2 separate regions of the Mus musculus genome follow, and region 2 is linked to region 1. A link is a contact called in public ChIA-PET data. All regions are on one chromosome and are shown on one strand. Each heading gives the region's core, a stretch centred on a gene start, on an enhancer-like site or on the middle of the called end of the contact. The rest is flanking DNA. Distances are from core to core; before and after follow the strand shown.

Region 1 (4,286 bases), core at 826-3,325:
ACCTCCTTGTCTCCTAAAAAGCTAAGGCCTGGGCAGTAGCCAGTGAGGTCTGCAGTGGCCAAACTCCAGTTCTTGCCTCTGGGGCTAAAGCGCACAGCCCTGGGAGCCTCTGATAATCCTGGATGTAGCGAGGCTGCCATGAAGTTAGGCTCACAGCACATGCCCACTCCACTGTATGCCTCGCCCCGCCCACTCATCCTTCTCTGACCGCTCCTTGCTTCCAAGGATGCTGGTCTCCCAGGCTTTGCTCTGTGACAGTGGCTCACATTTCTATTTGGCATTCTTGGGCAAATTTAGCCCCTCACAACTGTCTGGAGGTTTCTGGGACCTTACTAGGTAGGCCAAGGCTTACTTTGATGGCAAATGTCTGGGTGTGCCCTGGTGGGGCCTGTTCTCTACTATCACCCTGGATTAGAGAACACCTTCTTCTCATCTTCAGTCTGGGATCAGAGCTGCCCTTTGTGACTGCAAGTGTGAGGGCCGTTGATTCATCCATAGCCTACCCACCCCACCCCTTGGCAGTGTCTGTAAAGAGGCAGTCTCTTCTCGCTTCTATATTTGGGTTCTACAGCTCCGGGCTCTATGCTCTGAGTATTCAAAGACCTAATCTCACAACTCTAGGCTTCAGTGGCCCAGCCCAGTCCCCACATATTCACTAGGAGTGTGCACCCCAGCACTGTCCACACCACAGGTTATAGCAGTCCAACTTCTACCTTTCCAGACTCCATCAATGGTAGACTATGCGGAGAACCCCGTTCCACCAGACGAACTCTAAAAAATGGACAAAGAGAAAAGTTCAGAATAAAATTTACTCCGTAGTAATTTCTAAAGAGGCAAACCACACGTGTTCAAGTGAGCCCACAATGTCATTTCCTGGGTCTAAGTGCCCCTGCCCTGGCTAGCACCATTACCACACAGGATGCTGGAGATACAGTTTAGGCAAACCCAGCTTGTAGCCCTTAGTCAGAGGATGGGAGAACCATGCAGACAGGGCGGGAACAGTACCTGTCATGGCGCAGTGCCCGCATGTCCACGTAGACGGTCGTGGGGTCTGGGCCTGTTGTGCCCTGGAGGGAAAACAATAGAGGACCTTCTTTCAGAATTCTCATGCTCTGCTCAGTTTCACAAGCGTGGCTGTGTGGCAGCTGCTCCCAGGCCATCTGTGACACCCAGAAAAGGAGCTGTGTGTCTTGCATTCAGTCTGCACAAGGGCTCATGGTCCCCACCCTAGGCAGAGTTGATGCTGTCCATCCAAACATCTACTTGGCCAGATGATCCTGAGCAAAACTATCAGTGAATGAAACATCAATCCTAGAATTTTTATGTCAGCTCTGTAAGTTTCTGTGCCTGCTGGCCTCTGCTGCCCTGACACAACAGTGCTGACTGGGACACTTCCACCCAGCGTCAAGCCAGGGCCTGGCATCTCACTAAGTCCACTGAGGACTGAGCCCTACAGACACTCAGCTGAGCCAGACAACTCGAGCGTCACCCTGTGTGGGCAGCATGTACTAGTGTGTCACTCAGCAGAGTTTATTATGATTACACATGTTTAGCTGTGTTTGCGTGCACACCCACATGCCTAGAGCTCTTTTCCTCTGCTATGTGGGTCCCAGTGAGTGGCATCGGGTCAGGCTCAACAGCAATCTCCTTCACCTGCGAACCATCTCACTGGCCTGGTATTGCTGTTTTATTGACAAGGGACATCAAACTTAATGGATACCCTGATCAACAGCATTCTCTGAAGATTCTAGACAGTATAACCTCTCTCCAACCTCTGAAAAACTTTACATTTGGTTACAAAGGAGCTTTTGTAAAGTCAAATAATTCTCATTGTGAATAAACTAAGACAGCAAGAGAAACATGTATTCTGGAATCCACCAGAAGAGCACATGGACTCATAGAAGCAGGGGTCGGGGTGGGGTGCTGGAACGGGGAGGACAGACATGGAGACACTAGCAAGGTTGAGGGCTAGGGAAAGGTCCTACCTGCTCAGCTAGTTTTCCCAGCCTGTTGGGCTGACAGAGGCCAGGGCGGCCAGCAGAGGGAGACAGGGAGGAAATAGCACAGGAAACAAACAGAAGGCCACAGGCCACATGAGAAACACGCGAGAGAAGAAGGCATCACTGTATCTTAAAGAGCAAACACAGACCTGTCATTACAGTCGTTAGAGTTCTGCCGTTGCACACGGCACTCACATCCTGACACAAGGTGATGCCCTTCCATGTATGGAGGTGGGACATTTTCAGAGTTAGAATCAGGTCTCTCTTAACTCAGTCACCAACTTGGCCTATCAGGCACAGTGGGAACATCAACCTAGTATAGTACCCTCTAATCTCTCCTGGCTACTCAGTCATCGGAGACTTAAAACAGTACAGAGCCTTTTTGAGGCTAAGGGGACACAGGATGACTGACACCTTTGAGACAGGTATAGATTCTGGATCCAAGACCTGTCCTGCACATGAAGCCACCAAGAAGACAGGGTACATGCCAAGCACTGCTCTGGGATCCCAGAAAGGGCACTTTGTGCTGTTTTCGGCATTTGCTATGTCAGCTATCTGATCAACATTTAAGCTATGCTGAGAAAGAAGCGAAGTAGAGACTACTATAAAAACCAGAAAACAAGGACAACTACTAAAAGAGCCTGTGATGCTCACATCAGTTCTAAAATATTTGTATCCCATACAAATTATCTTCCTGATTAGGGAACTTGCTATGTAAACACGGCTGGGCTCAGACAGAGATCCACCTGCCTTTGCCTCCTGAGTGCTAGGTTTAAAGGTGTGAGCCACCACCCACAGATTACTATCGATTTCTTTAAAAAGCACGTTCAATCTTGCTTTTAAAAGTTAGCTGCCTATGACGGTTAACTTAGAGATGCTCATAGGTACAATAGCCACTGCTCAAAACCAAACTTCCTTCCTATCTAAATATTCTGTTCATCAGAACGAACAGAACATCTTTCTAAACAAAGCCCTCGTAGTCATCAAGGCTGAATGGCTATGTGGGAAGGTAACACCCACAGCTCCAAGGTGGAGCAAGAGGTAGAGCTACCTAGTGGCTAACTGGTGAGTGACTCCTACCAGTCTACAAAGGCGTTACTCTCTGGTATAGGTGCAGGTGACCTTGGGTACAGCCAACTTACCTGGAGGCAGATAGCTACATTGACCCTGCACCCAAAGGTGGTGCTCACAGCACGAGCAGGGAGGCCCAGGTCTTTGAACAGCTTGGAGAATGACTGTGTTAACGAGATCCGGGGCCGCTCCTCAGCCACTACCATGCATGTGCGCACACACGACAGGTTCACCCCCTTCATCTGCAGAAGAGCAAGAAGTTGTTCCACAGCACACACATCTGGGGCCCTCAGCGCTGACTGTCTAAGGGAAGGGCATCTGTGGGATGCCCATGAGGTCTAGCTGTAGATCTGAGTACATGAAGGCAGGTTTGAACACAAACTGCTTCCTCCAGTTCTGCAATCATCTGGGGAATCCTAAACACAGAAGCACTGCTGAATAAGTGCCCTTACATTTATGGCCACCCCTGCCCTGCCCCCTTAGATACCCTCCTTTCTGATTAGGGTCCAGCGCTTGACAGAGACGCATAGGCTTGGAAGAACCCGCGGCTGTACAGGCTCGCTTTGCACTTACCCTAAGGGCGCCTGTCTGAGCACCCAGGCCCTTGGTGCACATTTCCATCACTGAGTAGGAACAGAAGGTAACTCGGGCCTTGTACTGGCTGACGGCAGACAGCCAGAGGGACACGTTGCTCTCCAGCTCCAGTGGGGGAACGAGCACTGACTGGTGCCCAGAGTAGACGCTGTGGGGAGAGAGGCGATTGGAAAGGGGCACGGGCACAAGCTGCACACACCGGCTCCTTCCTGACACAGACTGTTTCTCTGGCCAAAACAGGCACCGGGGTGTTCAGAGGGCCACTGGGAGTTAGCAGAAAGACACTGTGGGCGGGGTGCCGGCCTCCACCCACACCTTCAGGAGCATCCTTGGGGACTATGTATGGAAGAGGTCTCTTAATTACAGAGGAAGCATCTTAGCATTAGAAAGAACCACAAGGTTCTTCCCAACCACTAATAACGGATAGTGTTTGTATTTATTGGAAAATATTTTTCTTTTCCTTTTTATTATTATGTGCACATGTGCACATGCATGTGCAGTGTGTGTGTGTGTGTGTGTGTGTGTGTGCATGTGGCAGTCAGGAGACAACTTCATAGAGTCCTTTTATTTTCATGTGGATTCCATAGCAAAGTAGATGTCTTTACCTTGTTGCGTCCCCTT
Region 2 (4,043 bases), core at 761-3,260, 74 kb after region 1:
TACACATCACAATAATCCCAAGCTCTAGGGTCCAGTGTTAAGGTGTGAAAGTTCTCTGAGAGCAGGGCCAAGGGCAACTCTGCCAATGTAATCATTTAACCTATGTGGCAAAATGAAATGTGCCAGTCTAGCAGAGGGCAAGAAACTATGGTTACTGACTCTGACTCTGGGGTTGCCAGCGCACTCTGCAGTCTCCTGCTATTAACTCTGAACTGTCTGCCCCCTTCCTCCACGTAAGCTGTTTTTTCAGATCCTCACCATGGCACACACCTTATACCCTTTCCTTACATAAACCCCATGTATGTCTAAAACAGTATCAGTATAAGTAGATTTGATTAACTTAAGAGCTACTTCTATCGCTGACATACTTCAGTCCTGCCACAAGTTATGAAGTTTTTGCTTTGAGGAAATAATTTAATTAACTGTAAACTCGTAGCGAGCATTAAAAGCTATATAACCCTACGGAACTGAAATAACCGATATTCTGGAGCCGTAATGAGGAGCAATCTGCAACAACATATTTGATATGCAAAAGCCAAACTACAACTATGCGATTTCCCCTGGGGAGTCATATCAAATCCAGTACAATAGACCTTTTTTCTCAGAATCATTCCCAACCACGCCTCCAAAGAGAATCAAGGATTTTCAAAACGGAGCTGGAGAGATGGCTCAGTGGTTAAGCGCACTGGCCGTTCTTCCAGAAGACCTGGGTTCAAGTCACAGCACCAACATGAATCTAGGACCCAATTCTGGCCTCCAGGGAACACCAGGCACGCATAAGATATACAGACAAACATGCAGGGGAAATGCATATATTTAAAAAGAAAAAGAGAATTCTCAAAAACTCACTAAACCTACCACAGCAAAGCTTAACAATCTAAATGGGGTGGGGTGGGGGGGTGATGGATTCTAACAAGTTCTAATTGCATTTAAGTCTCAAAAGCAGAGTTAACAAGCACAGATGCTTTTCCACCAGGGTTGGAGGTCAGTTTATGGAGAACAGAACTCTTTTCCCAGGCGTCCAAATTGAGGGCGCCACTCCCATCTCTGGAGTTCTATTATTTCCCTAGTCTGTTTCTAACAACCACTTATTTGACTTTTTAACTTTTTAAAAATCCTCACCTAGAGAGGGCTGTCGGGTTGGCCCGGCGAGCACTTGCCCTCTAATCTGACAACCTGAGTTCATTCCCAGAACTCACAAGGTGGAAGGAGAGCACCAGCTCCCAGCTCCGTGCAAGCTGACCTCTGACCTCCCCACGCAGGCACCGTGACCCTTGCCTGTCCCCCACCTCCTCCCCCAGTGTAATTGTATCAAAATTCCGTAAAGGAATAAACCTTTTAAGTGTTAAACACGTTTTACATGTTTATAGGTTAATGCACTTCAGCCTCATAATCCACAAGGCGCAAGTGTACTTTTGCTTCGTTTTCTAGATGAGGAAACTGAGGCTCACGAGGCAGTCTGAGGTTCCAGGGGTGGGGCTCGGCTTCTGCATCCCGGGCTTCCTGCTGGCCGACAGGCTGCAGGGCACACGCTGGAAGCCCGGACCTGGACCGTGGCCTTGACGGTCGGGCAGCAAGAGTGCGCCTAGGCCCACCTCCCAAGCCAGTCCCTCCCGGTGTCCTTCGGAGGCCGGGCACCCGCCAGTCTGCAGAAGCTGGCGGGCTCTCCGGCGAGCGGCCCAGACAGGGATGCCGAGGAGAGGCCGGCGGGGATCCCGTATGAGGGTACCCGCAGGTTCCGGGGGTGACGCTCCCGGAGGTCCCTGGGCGGGGTCTCGGGCGAGGGTCCCTGGCGGGGTGGGGGGTGGGGGGAACCCGCGGCTCACCTTCGGACAGCTCCAGCTCCAGCTCCGCCAGGCTCTCGAGCACCTCGGCGGGCAGCGGCGCCGCCTCCAGAGGGCATCCGCGGTCGGCCATGGCCGGTGGCTCAGGCGTTCCCCCAACCGGGGCCTGCAGACCCGCAGCGGCCGCCCGCAGCCGGCAGCGGGCGGGGCGCGGCCGGGGCTGCTTCGCAGGGGCGCGGGCACGGGCGCGAGCGCGGCTGGCTCCGGCTCCGGGAGCGCGCTGGGGACGCGCGTGCGCGGCTGAGGGGCGGGGCAACGCTTGCGCGGGTACGCCGGGCCGGCCCCGCCCAGCAACTTTAAAGGCTCGGTTCCATTGGCCAATAAGACACGCCGGAGCAGCCCGGAGCTTTACTCCGCTTCGGGGTGCGAGAGGAGCGGCGGGCGGGAGAGCTGGACAGAGGCGCCTCGGGAGACGTGCGACCCCACCGAACGGACTTCAATGTCGCCCAGGTGACCCTCCTCCGGGATCCCCACCTTCTTCTTCCTCAGGAGCCCTGCTGGCACGCTTAATTCTGTCCGCGTTCCTGCTATGGTATCAGCTAACTCTGGCGGGTTTTCTGCCGCCCTTAAAGTGTGTTTGCTTATTCCCTTTCACAATAACCCTGGAAGCACTCTGACATTGACCAAGAAGGAGCTCTGGCAGTGTCTCAGTCCTTGAGATGTCCTTGGGGCATGGAAGCATAGATCTGACATGTTGGAAACCTTAGTGGGATTTTTGAAGGAGCTATTCTCAGAGTGGCGGTATATATACACATATACGTATAAACATGTATATACATACATACATACATACTTACATACATATATATACACACACACACACGCACACACACACAATTTTATTTCTACTACTCATTAGCCACCCTCTTGCCACTGTCTACATATATTAAAAATCCCAGGTAGGCAACAAAAAAGACCATTTTGGAGGCTTTCAGTGAGCCTAATATTACATCCACAAGGAACAGCATAGGAAGGTGTCCCCAACTGATTTTAAAACATCTGATTTGAGCTGACTAATCTGGTTATACAGGCAGGAGGTGTGGTATGCAAACGAGGGACTATTTATTTCCGCAGGTCACAGGTTTATATAGGAAGCAGTCACAAGCTTTGCATGAAAGCTGGTCAACACTTCTCACGTTTCTCTGATCAATGGTTTCTTCTAAGGAAGTGTTCCCTGTCCTCTTGAATGAATAATAGCTGCCGAAAGTTTACTGGTCGAGAAAAAAAAAAGCATCTGGGCTTCGCCTTTCGAGGCGGGTGCACTGTCTGGAGTGGGTGTGGCCAGAGCAAGGTTTCCTGGACCAGGTCTCCTGGATTCAATTGTAGTAGATTAGCTTGCTGCTGGAGTATTTTCACATTGACTGTAAAGTACGGAAAACAGCCAGACTTGAAGGCATTCCAGCAGGTTGCTGGGGAAGGAGCTGCTTAGCTGACAGTCCCTCACTCTAGGCTGCCAGGAATCAGGAAGGGAATGATGTCCTTGTCCTTCAAAGAGCTGAATTTTTATTTATTGACGTCGGAACAAAAAAGTGTTTACAATAAAGACTTAAAAATTCAACACAAAACGTTTTAAGCAGCATTTAACAACACTTTAGAGCATTTAACATTTGTTAAGGTTTATTTTATGTGTGGGTGTTTTGCAGGCAAGTGTGTACCTGTGCACCACATGCATGCAGTACCAAAGAATTCCAGAGAGGGCGCCAGATGTCCTTCAACTGTAAGACTGCCCTTAGCCACCATACTTCATACTACAAAAAAACCCAGAAGTTTCTTCAAAAGCAACAAGCACTCTTAACTGGTGAACTGTCTCTCCAGTCCCCCATTTATCTATTTTTTAAGCATTTAGCCACTGGCTCTAGGGAGCGTTGGATCCTTCTGTCTTTCTCCACAGCTCAACAAGCTGAACAGGGGTATAAACCCTGCATGTTGACCCAGTGAAACAAAATACCTAGCAGGTAAAATGGAACTTCTTAGTAAGAAACAGTGGTCAGCTAATGGCAAACTACAGTCGATCAAGAGCCAAACCCTATGAAATTGCATGAAAAAAAAAAAAAAAAAGTCACCTGCAGCGGTATAATTAGGCCAGGAAGGAAGATCCCAAGTAACTCCAAACAGTAAAATGTGTAAATGAAACAACTCTCTGTAACCATTGGGTCTTCTCTATGGTTGCCACAATTCCCTAATAATGACCTGGGGACT

Evidence for each region. ChIA-PET counts read pairs in DNA pulled down with a chosen protein or histone mark.
Region 2: an RNA polymerase II ChIA-PET map of memory CD8 T cells shows a contact between it and region 1, with 62 read pairs. The contact joins the promoter of Dip2a here to the enhancer-like site in region 1. A contact is called at or near these places in 4 of 39 promoter capture datasets (the 3T3-L1 cell line, 3T3-L1-derived adipocytes, HPC-7-derived erythroid cells and 1 more), 2 of 484 Hi-C or Micro-C datasets (nephron progenitors and pancreatic cancer cells), 4 of 115 datasets of contacts at active chromatin or transcription factors (effector CD8 T cells, embryonic stem cells and memory CD8 T cells) and 3 of 9 other capture datasets (adipose tissue, liver and pancreatic islet).

Annotation. Positions count from the first base shown.
Region 1 is chr10:76,269,391-76,273,676 of GRCm38.p6, forward strand. Dip2a (disco interacting protein 2 homolog A) reads right to left here. Exons shown (of 38, transcript NM_001081419.2): 31 at 3,645-3,813; 32 at 3,143-3,313; 33 at 1,006-1,067; 34 at 714-771. Among named protein-coding and RNA genes, the nearest start is that of S100b, 18 kb to the left of the region's middle. Within about 2 kb of position 2,076, at least 26 of the 459 cell types and tissues checked have an H3K27ac peak or open chromatin away from gene starts, as enhancers often do. A contact at or near this core is called in effector CD8 T cells and memory CD8 T cells, where this site is marked.
Region 2 is chr10:76,343,281-76,347,323 of GRCm38.p6, forward strand. Dip2a (disco interacting protein 2 homolog A) reads right to left here and starts at 2,011. Exons shown (of 38, transcript NM_001081419.2): 1 at 1,827-2,011. The coding sequence starts at 1,917. It overlaps Gm40699 (a long non-coding RNA gene), which reads left to right and starts at 2,015. Exons shown (of 2, transcript XR_871838.2): 1 at 2,015-2,294; 2 at 3,488-3,977.